2 separate regions of the Mus musculus genome follow, and region 2 is linked to region 1. A link is a contact called in public Hi-C data. All regions are on one chromosome and are shown on one strand. Each heading gives the region's core, a stretch centred on a gene start, on an enhancer-like site or on the middle of the called end of the contact. The rest is flanking DNA. Distances are from core to core; before and after follow the strand shown.

The links. A called contact is a pair of places that touch in the nucleus more often than the background predicts.
Region 2: a Hi-C map of pancreatic cancer cells shows a contact between it and region 1, with 2.3 times the contacts expected there. The contact joins two enhancer-like sites. A contact is called at or near these places in 1 of 15 datasets of contacts at CTCF or cohesin (the NIH/3T3 cell line), 8 of 484 Hi-C or Micro-C datasets (CD8 T cells, the MNK3 cell line, Th1 cells and 4 more), 2 of 115 datasets of contacts at active chromatin or transcription factors (embryonic stem cells and pancreatic cancer cells) and 2 of 9 other capture datasets (adipose tissue and liver).

The regions. Positions count from the first base shown.
Region 1 is chr3:132,790,029-132,792,728 of GRCm38.p6, reverse strand. All of the region lies in intron 23 of Tbck (TBC1 domain containing kinase), which reads right to left. Among named protein-coding and RNA genes, the nearest start is that of Gm30294, 14 kb to the right of the region's middle. Within about 2 kb of position 1,423, at least 39 of the 459 cell types and tissues checked have an H3K27ac peak or open chromatin away from gene starts, as enhancers often do. A contact at or near this core is called in CD8 T cells, the MNK3 cell line, the NIH/3T3 cell line and 2 more, where this site is marked.
Region 2 is chr3:132,870,354-132,873,053 of GRCm38.p6, reverse strand. All of the region lies in intron 1 of Gm29811 (predicted gene, 29811), which reads left to right. Among named protein-coding and RNA genes, the nearest start is that of Gm29811, 6.9 kb to the left of the region's middle. Within about 2 kb of position 1,438, at least 114 of the 459 cell types and tissues checked have an H3K27ac peak or open chromatin away from gene starts, as enhancers often do. A contact at or near this core is called in CD8 T cells, the MNK3 cell line, the NIH/3T3 cell line and 2 more, where this site is marked.

The sequences.
Region 1 (2,700 bases), core at 174-2,673:
ATTGCTCTTCTTGTACTGAGGGACCAAGGGATAGTTCTCTCCATATTCTGCATCATCAACACTACAAATACAACTGCAAGCACTGGTGCCACCAGGGCTCAAGTATGTATTGCTAATGGACATGTCACTTTGCTTATGTCCACTGAAAACCTATGACAATTTTGGGATCATTGCATTCTAGACACTTGACACCAAAGCTGAAGAAACTGAGAGATGTGCTAGTGAGCTGCCTATAACTGAACCCGATGCACCTACCAACTGATAGATCCATACAAACAAAACCTTTCGTACAAAAGCTACTTCATAAAATAGTCAGAGTAAGTAAATATTACACCAAATATGTAGACATCAGTTCGAGGAGAGAGCATCAGAGGAAGCCTAATGCCCTTAACGAAAACAATCTTTCAGAAAAAGATCTCAGAGAAAAAGCTAAGGATGCCTGAAAAAAAATGTAAAGCAATGATTTGAACTTAGTGACATACAAAGCAAAACACATGAATGATACAAAGAAATGAGAAAAACAATTCAAGGTACAAGTGAGAAATTCACCAAAGACACAGAATCTGTACAACAAACAAACAAAAAACAAAGACTGATCTTCGAACTAAAACCCTGAAAAAAAAAAAAAAAGTAATAGCTTCCACAAAAGACTACAACAAGTGGAAGGGTTTCTGATGTGGAGGACACGCCTTCCGAGTTAACCTCAGGCATAGCAGTAGTTAGATAGGAAAAGGAGGGAGAATGAAAAGAACAGAGAACTTATGGACTTTATGGAATACTACCAAATGGACAACTTTCACACTACAGGAATCCCAGCAGATGAAAAGGGAGTGTATTGAGAACAATCTCAGTGATTTTTCACAGCTCCAACTATATGGATGACTATGTATAAAAAATCCAAAGGACCGCCTGCAAGCTACCAACATGGAGCTTTAACCAAGTGTTTTCCTCTTTCCTGCTGTCACATGTGAATGTGGTCCCATGTGTGACGTCAGAGGATAAGTGCAGGCAGTGGTCTTCACCTTCCATCTTGTTTCAGACAGGGTCTCTTAATTTTCACTGTTGTGTACCAGGCCTGCTGGCTAATGAGTCTCTGGGGTTCTCCTGTCTCTGCCTCCTATTCCTCCATGTATACATCTTTTACCAGCAGCAATAGGACACATTTTTTTTTTCATCCAACAGCAGTAGGACACATGTTTTCCCTCTCTTATCAATGCACGGAACAATCTTTAGGGCACATCATCAAATGTGGTGGCTAGTACAAACATCAAATAGACATCTAAGTGATTAGTAGACCACATTTCTGGGTGTGCTTGAAAGGAATTTCCACGGAAAGTTTGCTTATGAAGGTACTGACATAGTGTAGCGATTGGTTGATGATTCATAATATGATGGTATTAGGATGTGGTTACGTCAGGAGGTTGGGCCCAGTTAGAGGAAGTGTGTCACTGTGTTAATGAGGACAATAAATTGTCCTGCTCTTTTCTACAGTCCCTCTCTTTTCTTTTATCCAGCCATGAGTAAACAGATCCCTTAGTATACACTCCTACTGTCATTATATTCTGCTCAAGCTTATGGGTCCAGAAATCAATAAAGCCAGGACCCAAATAAATAGTTCTACCCTTAAGATGTTCTGTCAGGCAATATATATAAAAACACAGACTTTTTTTTTTTTTCAAAAGACAGGGTTTCTTTTTGTAGCCCTGGGTATACTGGAACTTACTCTGTAGACCCAGTAGGCCTCCAACTCACAGAGATGTACCTGTCTCTGTCTCCTGAGTGCTGGGATTAAAAGTGTATGCCACCACTGCCTAGCTAAGTTTTAATAAACTTTTAAAAACAGAAATTATGGGAAATTTTAGAGATGCCTCAATGGTTAAGAGCACTGACTGCTCTTCCAGAGGTCCTGAGTTCAATTCACAACAAACACATAGTGGCTCACAACCATCTGTAATGGGATCTGATGTGTGTCTGAAGACAGCTACAGTGTACTCATATAAATAAAATAAATACATCTTTAAACCAAACCAAACCAAACCAAACTGAAACCGTGACATTTTCTCATAATGGGAGAGAAGCACAGAGTGGCCACAGTAGAAAGTATGCACATAGATGGGAATTCAGTAACACGCTCCTAAAAGTCCAGTGGCTAACTGGAGAAGTTAAAAAAGAAATACAAAATGCTATAAGAATGAAAATGACCCTAACATACCAGAGTCTATGAAGTCTGGGTAAAGAAGCACATTACAGAGAAGCATGCAGTAGTACATGGGCAAATCAAAGGCGCTACCCCACAGACTCCGCAGCACACTAACAATCTGGAGTGAGAGCAAAGAAAATCCAAACGAGAGAAAAGACTGACAACCAGAATGGAAATTTTAAAAACTACAATCAATCAAAGCAGCTTCTTGTTGTTTATAAGACAGGCTTTGCCTTTGCAGCCCAGGTGACCTAGATCTCCCTGTCTGTCTCCACAGTGGGGAGATGACAGACATGGGCCACCATGTTCTGTGACCAGCATGCTGAGTGATGGAGCTGTGGGTTTTGAAAAGGTAAATGAGAACGACTAAATGTTCTGCTCTAACAAGGAAGATGGAGAAGACTCAAAGTCAGAGATGAAACAAGGTTTCTCACAGCACAGAAATGCAAAGGACCATGAGAGACCCATATTAGATACTAACAATGTGGACGGCCTACAAG
Region 2 (2,700 bases), core at 189-2,688, 80 kb before region 1:
TACTTCTTCCTCTGCAGACCGAGTGTGTTTTGGTTCCAGCGCATGTGTTTGTCCATTTAAGAAACCCGACGAGACAGTGAGCACTTAGTTCTCTAAATTGTCCTTCGCTCTGTTTAATGTTTCCTGAAGCATGTTTGTGGTGCTGTGTGTGTGTGAGTGAGTGTGTGTGTGTGTGTGTGTGTGTGTGTGTGTAAGCCGGGGGACAATCTCAGGTATCCTTCTACAAGAACTGTCCACCTTGCTTTTAGAAGTAGGGTTTCTCACGGGCCTGGAACTCTCCAAGTAGCTAGGATGGCTGGTCTGCTTCCTGGCACTGGCATTATAAGCATATGTCACCATGTTTGGAAACATAGTACTTCCTGCCATCCTTACATTATCCCCAAATCTTCTCTTCTTAACGATTTTCTCCCCACTCTAAAAGATTTTTAAATTTTTTCCTTTTATAACAAATGAGCTTTTTTAAAAAATTAAATTGATTTTTTTTAATTTTATGTTCATTTGTGTTTTGCTTGTATGTCTGTATGAGGGTGTCTTGAAACAGGAGTTACAGACAGCTGTGAGCATCCATGCACATGGTTGCTAGGAATTGAACCCTGATCCTCTGGAAGAGCAGCTGGTGATCTTAACCACTGAACCATCTTTCTAGTCCCTCTAGCCTTTCTCATTTGCCTCTAGGTTCTTTCTTTTCATATAAGTTCTCCTTACATGTGTAGAAATGGAAGTTTTTAGGTGGAGTTCAAACTGGTAATTCCCTTTGCCTGGGCTCCCATCGACCTGCGAATTTAGCAAGTTCTATCTTTTCTAGGGATCTGGCTACATTCCCTGCTTGCCTTTTCTCTGCCCCTATAAGGATAGACTGGTGAATACTAATGTTTCTGCCCGTACTCGTGGCCCATGATTCCCTGTCAAGCAAGACTGATGGAGCCTCTTCTCCCAGGCCTCCCTGAAGTCTCCACATGGTTCAGTTGTTTTCCAAACTCCTAAGGCCCCAGTAAAGACTGCCCAGAGAAGAGGACAGTCTTGGTGTCTAGAATTGCTTAGCAGTTCTGGTCAAGAATATCTCTGAGGAGGAAGCCATTGTGGTCACAAATGCAAGCAGCATTCTTAAATCCCTGGTGGAACTGATGTGTTAGGCTCTGCTGTGGTCTTTTTCAGTTTACTCTTTATTCAGAGGAGAGGAGATGCAATTCACTAAGATCCCCGATTGCCCAATAGTGCTGTTCTGCCTGGTCCTACGGTCTCCTGTCTCTCACAGTGGACCTGGTGTAATGGAGGAGGAGTTTTGTAGCAGCACTAGTGACTTCATAGGACCTGGTCAGGAAGGCAGACAAAAAAGCCGGATGTCCTGTGAAAAGAGGGCACTCGGGATGTGGGCCACCAAACCAAGGTTAGTTCTTCCTGCTTCCAGCCAAATTGCAGAAACCCAGGCCAAAGGAGCTCTGGGCAGGAAGCCAGGCCTGGGTCACCTACTAACACCGTGGCTGGTGAGTACCCAGGGCACAGAAACTGAACCGAGGTTGACATTTTCAGTGACTCACACAGATGGAAAGGGTGAGCTGGCAGTGACCTGAGAGAATCTGAGCTGACTCATCGGTGGTTGCTGTGGGCTCCGGGGTCTTGGAGGAGGCTCCAGGGAGAGAATCTATCTCTGTGAGTGAAATCAAGAGTCACTGCTCTGACAAAAAGACTCCCTTGAGGTGACCGCATTCTGCACTGGAACTCAAAGACTCCACTAAAGGGAAAGGCGTGGCCTGCTTGATGAGGAGAGAAGTGTAGACAGTGGACTTCATATTGGGCCTGACATCCCTACAGAGTCTGAAACACCCCATGCCATCCAAATCGAGGATTCATCCGAGTGCCCCAGCAACCTCTTGTTCCACTCAGATGTGGGCTGGGCTCAGTCCATTTAAGATTTGGGGGCATACAGAGGGGTCGGCCAGCAAGTGTTCATTGTTCCTCCCAGGCAATGGGAGCAAGCAGGAGGCTTCAACGATGCCTCTATCGACTCTCAACAATGGTAGAATCCCTGGCCATAGCAAAGCCAACACCATAAGAACTGCAAATGAATCAGACCTCCATTTGGGTTGTCTGCAGGCCCCGTGCCTTCTCTTGTAGGGGCCCTGTCTGGGAAGTTAAGTTACAGGACTTTAAACCTCTAGAGTTTCATTCTCATCACATCACGTACCTAGTAGATCAGAATCCCAAGCATCCTTATCGGCCTTTGCAGCCCAGGAATTCAAAGCTATAGTACCTGGCCACTGATGTGCCTTCTTTCTGTTTAGATTCGTACTTACTGTAATCTACAGGGTTTAATGCAGATCAGTTTGAGGAGTAATGTGTTCTTAGCACAGAACTAGAAAGTCTTTCCTCTTATTATTAACATTGTGCTCGTCGGAGGTTTAGATTGTCTAGTGTTAACATATTGGTAGTGAATACATGTGTATATATCCAAACATTTACATTCCAGTTCCAGACTCAAAGCACATAGCTCTTCAAATGACTGACACCAGGAGGCAGAGATCATGTATGTGATGGCTAGAGCTTACCTGACCAGACCACGGGACAATGGATATTAACCCCTAAGGCTAGACTATGCATAAATCACAGTTGTATAAGGAGCAAGGTGAATGGACCATTCTGCCATCACCCACCGAGCTACCCTCAGTCCAGTAAGGCTTTGGAGATTCTCCAGGGCAGAAA